2 separate regions of the Mus musculus genome follow, and region 2 is linked to region 1. A link is a contact called in public HiChIP or PLAC-seq data. All regions are on one chromosome and are shown on one strand. The core of a region is the stretch at or near the end of the contact, and the rest is flanking DNA. Distances in the headings are between cores, read along the strand shown.

Region 1 (7,661 bases), core at 494-2,993:
TCCAATTACTTGGAGGCTTAGGCAAAAGAACCACAAGTTTAAGGATACCATGGGGAACTTGGTGAGACATTATTATTATTATTATCATCATCATCTATTATTCAAATGGGAGAAAGGTAAGGAAAGGACTATAAATAAAGACCTACCAGAGTAAAAAGAGAGATGAAGTCAGTGAAAACCTGAAGAAGTCTGACAGCTCCCAAATGTTGACAGTGTCCTTTCTCCCCATTAGGTGCTGCAGAGCTTCAAGATAATGGACTACAGCCTGTTGATGTCCATCCACAACATGGACCATGCACAGAGGGAGCCCACGAGCAATGACACACAGTACTCGGCTGACACGCGCAGACCAGCCCCACAGAAGGCGCTCTATTCCACAGCTATGGAATCCATCCAGGGCGAGGCTCGACGGGGCGGCACTGTGGAGACTGAGGACCAGTGAGTGGGCTTGGAAGCAGCAGCTGCTCACAGCACTGATGCTCATGGAGCCATTGACTTTAAAAGAATAGAAGAGGGAAAAAAAGTGTCCAAGTTTGTAGTGCACTGGGGAGAGCTCTCTAGGATGAAAAGATTGAGAGTGTTGTTTAGATCTAGAAGCTTAGGTGCGCACTATACATCTCATTCAGTTGTATTACGGCATATCACAGGCTTTCCTGCCAAAGGCCTCTCTCTCACTGTCTTGGGTTTGTCCAGTGGTTACAGTTACTAAAAGTTTCAGATGGTTTCATGTTTTAGATGTCTTACAACATGACTGCCAAGGAAAGTGTCTTAATGGGGACAAATTAAGATACCCAAGTAACAGCATGTTTGCTTTTATAGGGGGACTGCTCCAAAATTGCTGTGTAGTGGTGATTTTAGTCTTGATGGAGCTCTGTGGGAGAAGTACAGGAGGTTCTATGCATGCTCAGAGGGGCATAGTCTGGGGGATGAGGCAGCTGTTTAGTTCTTAGCTCCATGTCCAGATTCGGCTGACGTTAGAAGTCTCTCCCTGTAGTAAACACATTTTTCTAACTCTTTTCCTTTGCTTCTCCAGCATGGGTGGCATCCCTGCCCGGAATAACAAAGGAGAAAGGCTCCTGCTTTATATTGGCATCATTGATATTCTTCAGTCCTACAGGTGAGGGCATGTGGGTCACAGATTAGGACAGAGAGGACATGGCTAGCCACTCACGGCTTTTCCTTTTATTGATTTATTTATTTTTTTCATTTTGGGAATATGTTTTGCATTTTGCCTATATATATATATATATATATATATATATATATATATATATATATATATATATGTGTGTGTGTGTGTATGTATGTATGTATATATATATATATATGTACCACTCTAATGTCTGGTGCTTGTGGCGTGTAGAGAAAGGTGTTGAATCCCCTAGGACTGGAGTAAAGGTGGCTGTGAGCTACCTGTGGGTGCTGGGAACTGACCTAGATCCTCTCTCTTCAAGAGCAGCAAGTGCTCTTAACTGCTGAGCCACCTCTCCAGTCCTGGTACTCACTCTGTAGACCAGGCTGGCCTTGAACTCAGAAATCGCCTGCCTCTGCCTCCCAAGTGCTGGGATCAAAGGCATGCGCCACCACACCCAGCTCCCCACGTACTTCTTTATAAAGTTCCTCATGATGCAAGAACCCTGAGTCACGGTCTGGTGACCCATGGATTTTAGGTGGGTTTATTCCTCTTCGGCATGACGTGTCCTCTGTGGAATGCTTGGTCTGTCCTCAGGAGCACAGGGTGGAGCACTCCCTCTGCCTTGACTTTCGGGAGAAACCTTTGGGCTGAGTCATGCTCCACATAAGGAGATAGCTAGAGGCACATTCTCGTTTCCACAGGAAAATGAGATCTGTGTTATGTGAAAACCGCCTGTGGAAGATAGCGGCTGTGACGTGCTGGGAGGAGGAGCTGGAAATGCTAGGCTCTGTTCTATTCCGAACACATTTTCAGTACTGACGCAGACCGAATCTTTAATATTTAATTTACTGATTATTATCTAACTAAAACTTTTTTTTACATTTATTTGCTTATTGTATATGTTTGTGAACATTTATACTATAGCCAGCACGTGGAGGTCAGAGGACAGCTGTGGGGATTGGTTCAGGTCATCAGACTTGGTGGCAAGCGCCTTTACCCACTGAGCCATCTCACCAGACCTCTTACGCAAGTGTGGCTATACTTTCCCAGCTTTTTCCGCCTGTTCCTCCAGCTGCCTTTTCTCTCTTGGTTTGTGGTTTGTCCTGGTTTTGTTTTTGTTTTTTAGACAAGGTCTCCCATTGTAGCTCTGGCAGAGCTGGAGCTCATGGTGTGCTTGGTGACAGGCGTGTGTCCCTGTGCTTACTCAGCCTTCTCTAGCAGTTGAACCCAGGGCCTCAGACATTTGCTAGTTTTCCCTGACTCGTCAGGGAATTAGAAGCTGCCCTTCCCCCTGGCAGAATCATTGACTTAGCTAGAAGCAGCATTGGTCTCTGTGGACTAAGTACTACCTTGCCAGTTCTCTTGAAAGCCTATATATACAGTGGATGTGTTTATCTGTTGAAGGTTTTCTGTTATCATGGTCTTTTTAAGGTCTCTAAAATAAATAATTATTATAGTCTTTCACATAAAAAACCAGTGTGTGATACACATTTTTCTTGGCAGGTTTGTTAAGAAGTTGGAGCACTCTTGGAAAGCACTGGTCCATGATGGGGTGAGTGTAATGTCAGCTGAAGGCCTTCTTCCCACTTCTCCATTTTTTGCCATTTGTCCCCTCAGCAGTTTCTTCCTTTTTTTTTTTTTTTTTTTTTCATTTATGGGTTTTACCCCTCTGGTAGGGTTTCAATCTAAGAGAACAAGCTTTTTAACAACACAGCCTTCTGCTGGGCCTCTTTTTCTCTGTAGTTGTGTCTCCTATTCAAAAGACATGGCCTCTTTCCTGCTGGGCCTCTATTTAACCCTGTAGCCGTATCTTTGCTGGGCCTCTGTTAAGCCTGTAGCTATGTCTCCTCTTCAACAGGATACGGTGTCAGTGCATCGTCCAGGCTTCTATGCTGAGCGGTTCCAGCGTTTCATGTGCAACACAGTGTTCAAGAAGATTCCCTGTAAGTGGCTTCTACCAGATGATCCCCCAGTGGCTCCCTTCCCCCAAGACATGGGGGGCAAGACACCTCTGTCAGGGAGCTGCCAAGGCCAGAGGCCTCTCCTGCTCTGCCTACATCCTGTGAGCGCTGCTTCTCGTCCTTGTGTCAGTCACTGTCTGTCCCAGTGTTTCCGCGTTGCTGCTCCCCCCTGGCTCTCCCTACATGTATCGTCGAGGTGAGGGCTATTTCTGGGAAATTGGTGGGACTGGAAAAAATGGTGTAGTTGTGGATGTAGACTATGTGTGACGCAGGATCAGATGCCTAGAAGTAGACTTTTATGTAGGAAGGACTGGCAAGGATGTTAGCCATAATTTTCTTCCACGTCCAGGTGTCAGGCGTTTTCAGATTAGTCCAAGTGGTTGAAGCCTCGCTGATGACTGTTGAAGGAGTTTTTTAGTCATTCCTGCAACTTTCTCGATCCAGAAGTGCCGCAGTGTTCCGTTTTCAGACTTCCTGTTAGTGACACTGGCAGATTCCAGGCGCTGCTCCTGTGCTCTCACCATAGGCAGGAGTTGTTCCGTAGTGATGTGAAGAAGACCTAGACATTGCAGACAGGCTACAAGGTGCAGAAAGCTGTCTTCAAAGTGAAGCAGCAGTGGACATTTCAGTGCTGCATGCTAGGAAGGGGTAGACATGGTCGCCATAGGGTTGACTGGGTGATGCTGATGAAGAACAAGAGCATTCCATCAGTGAGAGCCGAGCAGAGAGCACTGTGTGTGTGTCACTTTCATCTTTGCAAAGTGAGGTGACTCGACCCTCTTCTCTGGGTAGTACTTTGTAAGCCTTCTTTCTACACTAACCCTTTTTCTACCTTTGCTCCAGAACAACTTTGGGTACGTGTTGGTGTCTGTCTTGGTGACGGTTTCTGAGGCAGGTGCTAAGTAGGCTCTCTCTCTCCCTTTTGAAGTGAAGCCTTCTCCTACCAAAAAGTTTCGGTCTGGCCCGTCTTTCTCTCGGCGATCAGGCCCCAGCGGCAACTCCTGCACCTCCCAGCTGATGGCCTCTGGGGAACACAGAGCACAAGTGACCACCAAGGCGGAAGTGGAGCCAGGTCAGCTCAGGGCTGGGTCCCCTCACACTGGACACTCTCCTGCCTCTGAGCCCTGGGTTCTCACCCTAGGACCTCTATACCCCATTTCTATGCAGTAAAAAACGTACTCGCCGTGTTGGTTTGTTTGGTTTAGTTTGGTTTGGTTTTTTTTGTTTTTTTGGAGACAGGGTTTCTCTGTGTAGCCCTGGCTGTTCTGAAACTCACTCTGTAGACCAGGCTGGCCTGGAACTCAGAAATCTGCCTGTCTCTGCAGCCTGAGTGCTGGGATTAAAGGCGTGCGCCACTACTGCCCAGCTATTCTTTGTTCTCAGTGAGACAGGGTCTTACTGTAGCCTAGGCTCTCCTGGAATTCACCATGTATATAGCCAAGCTGACCACAGCCTCATGGCCCTCTTTCCTCAGCCTCCCAGGTCCTGGGTTTACCGAGTGAGTCACCATGTCCCTGAGTCACTATACATCTTTCCCTGTTTTTTTCTGACCATAAAGTCTTTGATTTATTGATTCATTCTTTATTCATTGATTGCTTTTCTTTTCCTTTTTCTATAGATGTACACCTTGGGCGTCCTGATGTCTTACCTCAGACTCCACCTTTGGAGGAAATAAGTGAGGGTTCACCTGTTCCTGGCCCCAGTTTCTCACCTGTAGTTGGACAACCTTTGCAAATACTAAATTTGAGGTTGGTTTCTTGACCTGTTACTCCAGATAGTCTATTTTCAGGTAGTCAGGAATCTTCTGGTTTTTGGTTTTTTGGTTTTTTTTTTTGGGGGGGGGGTTATTTTTTGGGCGGTTAAGAGCGCCAGCTGCTCTTCTGAAGGTCCTGAGTTCAAATCCCAGCATCCACATGGTGGCTCACAACCATCTGTAATGAGATCTGACGCCCTCTTCTGGTGTGTCTGACAGCTACATATACTCACATACATAAAATGAATTGAATTTTTTTTAAAAAAGAAAATATTTTTTTAAAAATCCCTATGCCATAGTTTCTTAGGTTAGGAGTCCAGATTTAGCTTGTGTAGGTCCTTTTGGCTAAGATTTCTCATGAGATGGTAATGAAGCTGTTGCTCAGGAGTAGGATCATGTGCTCAAATGGGAGAATGTCCCTCTAAGCTCATTGGTGTGGTTATTGCTGTTACTTGGCTCCTTGCTGGTACATGGCTGAGGATACCCATCTGTTTGATGCATGGACTGACCTCTTCACTAGGTAACTCTGAACATCGCTGCTAACTTGTGTGTGTGTGTGTGTGTGTGTGTGTGAGAGAGAGAGAGAGAGAGAGAGAGGTGTCTAAATAGAAACTATAGAATTCATAGACCCTAATCTTAGAAGTGACAGAATGCTATTAGCCGTGCTGTGTTTTCATTAGTGACAAGGATCTGAGTGCTGACAGCAGGGGCCTCGGGAGCCGTATTGGTTGGCTTTGAAAGGCATGCCTGCCTCTGCAAGCTCAGCCCAGCCTTCCCAGCCCCAGCATTACAGGTGAGGTGCTGCACATGGCTGAAGGAGGGTTCAGTTTGTCCTCAGGCATGGCAGACAAGCACTATTGCCTCTGTGCTAGGTTTCCATTAGAGGCTTTGTTAGGGTAACAAAGAAGAATTTGTACTCATTATTACATAATGCTACTTCAGAATTTAGCAGTTAGAAATAACAAACACTGTTGACTTGTTTCCTGTGGGTCAGGAGTCTAGGTAACTTAGCTGGATGCCTTTGGCTCAGGTGCTCTCCACTGTTTACAGTGAACCTCGGGCAGGGCATCTGTATTTTGTTTTGTTTTGTTTTTTTTTTTTTTCTTTTTTGGTTTTTCAAGACAGGGTTTCTCTGTGTAGCCCTGGCTGTCCTGGAACTCACTCTGTAGACCAGGCTGGCCTCCAACTCAGAAATTCACCTGCCTCTGCCTCCCAAGGGCTGGGATTAAAGGTGTGCGCCACCATGCCCAGCTTGTTTTGTTTTTTTCAAGACCAGGTTTCTCTGTGTAGCCCTGGCTATCCTGAAACTCACCCTGTAGACCAGGCTGGCCTCAAACTCAGAAATTTGCCTGCCTCTGCCTCCCATGTGCTGAGATTAAAGGTGTGTGCCACCATGCCCAGCTTCAGGACATCTGTAGTGACTGAGCCTTTACCTGGGTTCTGGGGCATTAAGTGTAGCCGGGTTAAACTTACACTTGAGATCCTCTGCTCATTGCCAGCACCACATAAAAGAAGAAAGTTTGAGCCAAACATGGTAGCACTCATGACGCAGCATTTGGGAGGCAGAGGCAGGAAGACTGCCATGAGGCCAGCCTTACTCCATGGAGTTAAAGACCACCAAGGAAACCCTGCCTCAAAACAAAAATTTGGAAGGAGCTAGGGAAGAGTAGCAAGGATCACTTTTCAGCTCAGTTACATGGCATAGCCTTGAAGGAGGAGTCATGGCAACAGCCATGTATGTGAGCCTGGAAGGTGTAGCCAGGCTCAGTGGCGCACGCCTGTACTTGTGGCACATGAGAAAAGGAAGCAGAAGAATCTGAGATTTTACTTGAGATTCTGTCTGGAAAAAAACGACTTATTTAAACAGTGCTGCTTCTAAATCTATTAGCTTCAGATCATTGAGATGGCTTAGCCTTTAAAGGTATTTGCCATTAATTCCAATGATCTGAGTTTGATCTTCAAAACCTATATGGTGTAGAGAGAGCTTATTCCGTGGTTTGTCCTCTGACCCCAATTTCATGCTGTGGCATGTGTGCAGGAACACACAAACCAAATGAAAACCCTTTTTTTTTTCTTTTTAAAGATTATATATTTATTATAAGTAAGTACACTGTAGCTGTCTTCAGACACCCAGAAGAGGACATCAGATCTCGTTTCGGATGGTTATGAGCCACCATGTGGTTGCTGGGATTTGAACTCAAGACCTTCAGAAGTGCAGTCAGTGCTCTTAACCACTGAGCCATCTCTCCAGCCCTGAAAACACTTTTAAATCTAGTAGTGTCTTCTGTTACTGTGAGCTTTTTTTGTTTGGGGTTTGGTTTGGTTTTGGTTTTGGTTTTTTTGATACAGGGTGTCTTGTCTCTGTGTAGCCTTGGCTGTCCTGGAACTCACTCTGTAGATCAGGTTAGCCTCTAACTCAGAGACCTGCCTGCCTCTGCCTCCCAATGCTGGGGGATTAAAGGTGTGCACCACTACTGTCTAGCATTGTTGTTTTATAGTTCTGGAGATTGAATTTAGAGCCTGTTTCACTAAGCACTCTACCACTATATTACACCTCTGGTCCTCTTGGTCTGTTTGTTAGACATGGCTAGAAAGTAAAGACTCAACCTGCCTCACCGTCCTCTGCCTCCTTTGTACTGTGGTTAAAGGTGTGTCCCGCCACACCTGGGCCTTTGACTTTGTATTTTGAAGTGGTGTCTCCTAAGGTTGCACAGAATAACCTTGAAGGCACTTTCTAGACACACAGATGTTGATCTAGGAATCCTCCTCCTTAGCCTCCACATAAATGGGAGTACAGGCATGCACCACTGTG
Region 2 (7,546 bases), core at 974-3,473, 280 kb before region 1:
ACCTGCCTCCACCTCCCAAGTGCTGGGATTAAAGGCGTGCGCCACCACGCCCGGCCCGAGGTTTTTTAGTATAAGGGAAAAATAAAGGGAGACTGGACTGATCTGTGTTTCAGAGAATGAAAAGAATAATAATGTACCCAGTGATAAAACATTCCGTATAACCTCCATGTCTGTTTCCTTTTCCTGCAGATTTTTAATTTTTTTTGATGATGGCTATGCTTCCTATGTCACTCAGTCAGAGCTTTATCCCATTTGCCGACCACGTAAGTGTCCCTACACAATTCCTCATCTCTAATTTCTTACTCTGTTTTGTATGTCTTCTTAAGGTGGTAAATTAAAAGGCTTGACTTCTGTTTTGGTGTTCCAGTTTGTTTGGAGACATAGCATTGTTCCCTAACTTTGTAGCCTGAATGAACCCTAAAAGATTCTGACTGTCTTTATCAACTTACAGATTTGCTTTGATTTCATTTCTAAGGAATTTAGGTTTAAAGAAGGCTGCTCTCATGTTTTACATTTCTGTTTGTATTGTCTACATAATAACTTCCTATAGAAGCTGTGTGTGTGTGTATGTCTGTGTGTCTGTGAGTATATACATATATACACATACATGCAGGCCCATCTTCCTCCGGTGCTGTCTACCTTCTTTGGTTTTCTTATTAATATTTTAATTTACTTAATTTGTATGAATATTCTGCATACAAATATGTCTGTGCATTTGAATTTCCTGGGACTGGAGTTGCCATGTAGGTGCTAGGATTTCAATTGGCACTGCCATTTCAATTGCACACCCCCATCGCTAACTTTCGTATGTATAGTCTAAGAATTAAACTCAAATCTATCTTAGAACTGTCTATATGACCAGACTAGCTTTGAACCTACAGTGATGCACATGCTTCTACTCCCACACTTACTTATTTTTAATCTCTGTGTGTGTTGTACCTGTGCACTTAGCCATTGAGACCAGGTATGAAGGCGTCCCATCTCTTCTATCACTCTCTTTCTTATTACATTGAAATAGGATCTCTCACTGAAACAGAAATATACAATTTTGGCTAGGCTAGCTGGCCAGAGTATTTACATGTAGCTACCCTAAATGTGGAATTATAAGCATACATGGCCATTTGTTTTTAACATGGGTGTTGAGGATGCATACTCAAGTCCACAAGCACACTTGCCATTGAACTATCTCCCTAGATCCACAATTATTTGTGATTGCAGAAGAATCAATTACTTATTGTTAACATGGAAATAAACACATGGCAAAGTCTTTGAGTTTTTAAATTTTATGTTTGCATGTTTGCCACGCGCTCTGATCGAGTCAGCTTGACAAGCCGAGAGGCTTGGAAGCTACTCACTCACGAGGCAAAAGAGTTTCACGGAAACTCGCTCCTGGACTCTGGCGTTCTCTCTAACCCATACATTAACTTTCCATTCCCGAGTTAGTCTAATGTATGGATCCACGTGCTCTCCTTTAGTATTATCCTATTATAAATGCCTTTTAAGATTGAATTCTGACATAGCTAAAGCCAGTGTTCCAACAGTCCTAGAACGTCCTTGAGCAAGACCTTGGGCTTGGAATTCAGTACTGCCCCTGGTATTACACTATCACTTTGAGTAAAAGTTAGGTCACTGCCCTTCACAGGAATCTACCATCACCAAGGAAGAAAGAAGTTTCTGACCGTAGGAGAAACCAGAATAGATACTTAGAACTATAGCTGAGTTACACCCATATACAGGAATTTACAATGGTTTAGGAAGTAGATCGTGCTGTGGTTTTAGAGTATTGCATTATTCATGAGATGGTTAGCTAGAACGGAACTCCCTAGTTAGAACCATGACTTGGGTGTGAAAGCCCTTGCCCTAGGAGAGTAAAGACCTCACACCTGGCTTCTAAGACTATAGCTGAGTTACACCCATACACACGCATTTACAATGGCCTAAGGGGAAGGTGGACTATTCAATAGACCAAAATAGGAACTATGGCAGGATCTATCCCAGGTAGATCCCGTTAGACCTTCTGTGTTTGCATTCATCTGTTTTATGTAAGAATCCAGTAACCTCTTTGTACCTTGCTGGTGTGTCACCCAACTTCCTTATTGTCTTCTGCATAAAAAGTCTGATGCTCGATTTGACATTATATTCAGATCCTACACAACCTCTCCTGTGTGCATCTGTCTGTCAGTTCATCTGACACTTTGCCCACCCACGACTAGAGACCCGTTCCACGCAGACAAAGGGGCCCAGAGGGTCTGCGGCACATGTTCACATATGTTTGGGATTGTATGTAGGCCAAAGCTGATATTAGATGCCTTGTCTACTTAATGTTAATTGAGGCAAAGTTATTGGCTAAACCTGGAACTTGCGAACTCCAGCTAGCCAACTGCAGCTAGCCAGGTTGCCTTGGGGATATTCTATTTCTGCTTTCTGAATGTTAGAATTATAGACAGTCTTCATAGTGTCTTAGCTTTTACACAGGTTCTGTGAACTTGATCATCATGCTTGCATGGCAAGTGCTTTATCTGCTTAACCATGTCTCCTGTAGTTCAAGCTGGCCTTGAATTCTGTGTATAGTTAAGGTTGCTCTTTAACTTTTTTTGTTTTGTTTTGTTGGTTTTTCAAGACAGGGTTTCTCTGTGTAGCCCTGGATGTCCTGGAACTCACTCTACTCTGTAGACCAGGCTGGCCTCGAACTCAGAAATCCCCCTGCCTCTGCCTCCTACGTGCTGAGATTATTGGTACATGACACCATTCATGACTATATTTTGTGCGTGTGTGTGCACACACATGCTTACATGCATGTGTGTAAGCCAGAAGTTAATGTTAGGTGTCTTCCTATTTTTCACCTGGTCTTTAGACAGGGTCTTCCATTGAAGCTCTGATCAGTTGGCTTGGCTAGGCTAGCTTGCTGGCTGGTGGGTGGGTCATCATTGTTTTTGAATCTACCTTCCCCTCACAATGCTCAAGTTGCAGATGTGTGCCATGACACCCAGCCTATGTCAGCACTGGGTGTCTAAGTTAGGCTGGAGGATGGTTCAGCAGTTAAGAGTACTTGATGCTCTTGCAGAAAGACCCAAGCTCAGTTCCCAACACTCATATTTGGCAGCTCACAGCTTTCGGTAACTCCGGTTCCAGGGTACCCAGTGTGCTCTTCTGACTTCTTTTGGAGGACTGCACATTCATGATGTACAGAAATATGCAGGCAAAACACCTCAAATTAAAAAAAAAAAAAAACTTTAAAAGAAAAATTTGGGGGGAATGAAAAAAAGAAACAATAGACTGTGGTATAGCTCAGTGGTGGACAGCTCTTACTTTGCATGTGGATCACCAACATTAATTAGAAAAAGAAGCAAAACTGACCAGTGGTGGAGCACGCCTTTAATCCCAGCACTTGGGAGGCAGAGGCAAGCGGATCTCTGGGTTTGAGGTCAGCCTGGTCTACAGAGTGAGTTCCAGTACAGCCAGGGCTATACAGAGAAACCCTGTCTTGAAAAACCAAAAAGAAAGAGAGAGAGAGACAGACAGACAGGCAGGCAGTGGTGGTACACACCTTTGATCCCAACACTCAGTAGACGGGCAAGAGGATCTCTGGAGGCTAGCTTGGTCTCCAGAGGAAAAGAAAAAAAAAGGAAGGAGGAACGAAGAGGAAAGGAGACTTACTGTTTCATAATAGTTTACTACTTCCACTGGTTCGTAAGATTCTCCATAAACTGAAATGCCTGTTTCTTTTACATGAATTGCTTAGGTTTGTATGTGGCTTAGTTTATTTAGTATTTATATGTGCATTTGCACATTAGTCTCTGTACTTAAGATGGTCTTGGTTTTGCTTCCCTTGAGGTTATGAATTTATTTATTTTTTCTCTTTAAATTTTGAAAGTGCCAACCGTTCTTCCCTTTCAAGATATGTCCTTCCTGTCCTCAGCTCTGCTTCTTTCCTTTGGACAGTAAAAAAGACTTGGGAGGACATAGAAGATAGCTCCTGCCGAGACTTCATAGAGGAATATATCACTGCCTATCCAAACCGCCCAATGGTACTTCTCAAGAGTGGGCAGCTTATCAAGACTGAGTGGGAAGGCACATGGTGGAAGTCTCGAGTTGAAGAGGTGGATGGCAGCCTAGTCAGGATCCTCTTTCTGGTAATGTTCTTCCAAAGAAGAATTTGTGGTAATATTAGGGGGCAGGTACCAGTAAAATGGTTAACTGTGGAAAGACACTTGCTGCCAAGCCTGATGATAAGAGGTGACACATGGTATATAGTCTTCACAAGAGACAGGATTGATTCTAATCCTGAACCTGCTTTTCTCCCTCCCTTTGCTCCTGCCTCCCAGGATGACAAAAGATGTGAGTGGATATATCGAGGCTCTACACGCCTGGAACCTATGTTTAGTATGAAGACATCCTCAGCCTCTGCAATGGAGAAGAAGCAAGGGGGGCAACTCAGAACCCGTCCTAATATGGGTATGTATGTCCTAAAAGATAGCTAGGGAAGGGAAGAGACAGAGTAGACTAGCACAGAAAATTATGTATTGCAGCTGTCCTTTTATTTACCAGAGCAATACCACTAACTCTCTGGATCAAGATAGATGTCTAAAATATTTTCATTAGTGTTGATGGCTTTGTGGAGCTGCCTCCACATTGCTGTGTTTTTTAAATTTCTTCTAAATATCCACACATAGCCGGACATTTTGATGCACACATGTAATCAGTTCCAGCACTTGGAAGGCAGAAGTAGGAATATCTGGGATTCAAGACCATCCTTGGCTACTTAGTGAGTTTGAGGCCAGTCATGATTACATGTGACGATGCCCCAAAACAACAAAGTCTTTCCAAAACCAGTGTTTACTAGTATATCCCCTTATTGGTATAAATAATAAAAACAAAAAAGGTTAACACTTAGAAAATGTGTCATTTGCCACTTCTGTATATGAATACAGGCATACTCATACTAATGTGCTTGTGTAGTCAGAGGACCATCTCAGCTTTAGAATTAACCTTCCTTGTTCATTGTGTATGTGTTAGGCTAGGTTCCCTGCACTGGAGAAGCTCTGTTCTCCCTCCTATTTCCCTACAGAAGCACTGCGGTTACAGACACACGCTGCGGCGCCTGGCTTTACATAGGTTCTATAGATTTGAATTTGGGTTCTTATACTTGTGTCACTAAGCCATCTTCATATTACATTTGCTGCATTCTTCTTGTTCTCATTTGGATTGGGTTTTCTTTTTGTTGTTTTTTTTTGAGACGGGGTTTCTCTGCGTAGCACTGGCTGGCCTGGTATTCACTCTGTAGTTTAGGCTGGCCTTGCACTCACAGAAATCCACCTACTTCTACATTTCAAGTGCTGGGACTAATGGCATGCACAATCACCGCCTGGCCATTTCCTGCATTTTATATTACATTAGTTGATAGTGTATATGCATAAGAATATCTGGCACATCTGTCATCCTCTCAGCAGTCAGTTTTCGTTTGTTTTTCCTGTAGGTGCTGTGAGGAGCAAAGGTCCTGTTGTTCAGTATACACAGGATCTAACTGGTACTGGAATCCAGTTTAAGCCCATGGAGCCCCTACAGCCTATAGCTCCACCGGCCCCACTTCCTATACCTCCTCTTTCCCCCCAAGCAGCTGACACTGAGTAAGTGCTCATCATTATTTTTACTTCCAGTTATTCTATTTTTTTTACCACCAGTACCTTCTGAAGCCTTACTATATGGTCTCCTAATCTCCCTAGAAGCTTAGAAAGCCAACTTGCACAATCACGGAAACAAGTAGCCAAGAAGAGCACATCATTCCGACCAGGATCTGTGGGCTCCGGCCATTCCTCCCCTACTTCATCCACACTCAGTGAAAATGTGTCTGCTGGGAAACTTGGGATAAACCAGACATATCGGTAAGACAACCTCAGACACTGGGCAGCTTAACAACATGGACTCCAAGGACCTTTATTTTAAAGTTATGTTAGTGAGAAACTTGGACTTGAAAAGGCAGCTTCTGAGAAGCTGGTAATAAGATAGTTAAATTAGAAATTCCATATCTAAGAAACATACTGTTACAAGAAAGTTATTTGCCAAAACTTCTTGATCATAGTAAAATCATCATTGCTTCAACAGAAAGGAGACACCACTGGGCCTTTTCCTTGACTCTTAGGAGATGGCAAGGATGCTTCGAACCTTTGGTAGAACACTAGATTCTACTTCCATAACAAAGAATACATTAGGGAGCAGTACCCTGTTGAGCTAGAGAGGCAACCTGTCTGAAGAGTCAACAGGGAGTAAGTAGCATTGTATTGCTTGTTGTCCAGGCTTGTTTGGTAAGGCAAAGAATCTGACATTATTCTTCAACATCCAGAGCACAGCTGGCTGTAATCTCAGTTGTTGGGAGGACAGAGCAGAGGATTGGAAGCCGCAGGATAGCCTAGGCTACATGAGGCTTTGTCTCAAACAACAAAGCAGAAAAACTATATGAGGTCTGGAGAGATGGCTCAGCAGTTAAGAGCACTGACTGCTCTTCTAGAGGTCATGAGTTCAGTTCCCAGCAACCACATGGTGGCTCACAACCATCTGTAATGAGATCTGATGCCCTCTTCTGGTATGTCTGAAGACAGGAAGGTATACTCACTATATAAGAAATAAATTAATAAATCTTTAAAAAAGAAAAAAGAACTGTATGAAAGATGAGGGAAATGGCTTAGCTGGGGGGAGGGGAAACTGTACAGCAGATAGGCTTGTGACCTTCTGATCTCATATCTTGCTTTTCATTTGCAGGTCACCTTTGGCCTCAGTAACATCTACCCCAGCATCTGCAGCCCCTCCAGTCCCTCCAGTCCCACCAGGGCCTCCAACCCCTCCAGGGCCTCCAGCTCCTCCAGGGCCTCTAGCTCCTCCAGCCTTCCATGGCATGTTAGAGCGGGCACCAGCTGAGCCCTCCTACCGAGCCCCCATGGAGAAGCTTTTCTATTTACCTCATGTCTGCAGTTACACTTGTTTGTCCCGGATCAGACCCATGAGAAACGAACAGTATCGGGGCAAGAACCCTCTATTAGTTCCACTTCTGTATGACTTCCGGAGGATGACAGCACGGCGCAGAGTTAACCGCAAAATGGGCTTTCATGTAATCTATAAGACACCCTGTGGTCTCTGCCTTCGGACGATGCAGGAGATAGAGCGCTACCTTTTTGAGACTGGCTGTGACTTTCTGTTCCTGGAGATGTTCTGTTTGGATCCATATGTTCTTGTTGACAGAAAGTTTCAACCCTTTAAGCCTTTTTACTATATTTTGGACATCACCTATGGCAAGGAAGATGTTCCCCTGTCCTGTGTTAATGAGATTGACACAACTCCCCCACCCCAGGTGGCCTACAGCAAGGAACGCATTCCTGGCAAGGGTGTTTTCATTAACACAGGCCCTGAATTTCTGGTTGGCTGTGACTGCAAGGATGGGTGTCGGGATAAGTGAGTTGGTGGGGTGTACAGGCATTGCTGTCTCTGCCTTCAGGTTTATTACAGTTGCTTTTCTTTTCTTTTTTATTTGTATTGCTTTCCCTGTTTTCCTTTA

What was found. HiChIP or PLAC-seq counts read pairs in DNA pulled down with a chosen protein or histone mark.
Region 2: an H3K27ac HiChIP or PLAC-seq map of embryonic stem cells shows a contact between it and region 1, with 5 read pairs. The contact joins two enhancer-like sites. A contact is called at or near these places in 7 of 484 Hi-C or Micro-C datasets (CD4 T cells, CD8 T cells, LSK cells and 3 more) and 1 of 115 datasets of contacts at active chromatin or transcription factors (embryonic stem cells).

The regions. Positions count from the first base shown.
Region 1 is chr3:95,060,838-95,068,498 of GRCm38.p6, reverse strand. It overlaps Pip5k1a (phosphatidylinositol-4-phosphate 5-kinase, type 1 alpha), which reads left to right. Exons shown (of 15, transcript NM_008847.3): 8 at 233-438; 9 at 1,034-1,117; 10 at 2,639-2,687; 11 at 2,994-3,078; 12 at 4,025-4,168; 13 at 4,715-4,844. Among named protein-coding and RNA genes, the nearest start is that of Psmd4, 22 kb to the right of the region's middle. Within about 2 kb of position 1,743, at least 93 of the 459 cell types and tissues checked have an H3K27ac peak or open chromatin away from gene starts, as enhancers often do. A contact at or near this core is called in embryonic stem cells, where this site is marked.
Region 2 is chr3:95,338,243-95,345,788 of GRCm38.p6, reverse strand. It overlaps Setdb1 (SET domain, bifurcated 1), which reads left to right. Exons shown (of 22, transcript NM_018877.3): 8 at 190-263; 9 at 3,943-4,133; 10 at 4,326-4,455; 11 at 5,477-5,627; 12 at 5,724-5,882; 13 at 6,757-7,443. Among named protein-coding and RNA genes, the nearest start is that of Setdb1, 15 kb to the left of the region's middle. Within about 2 kb of position 2,223, at least 7 of the 459 cell types and tissues checked have an H3K27ac peak or open chromatin away from gene starts, as enhancers often do. A contact at or near this core is called in embryonic stem cells, where this site is marked.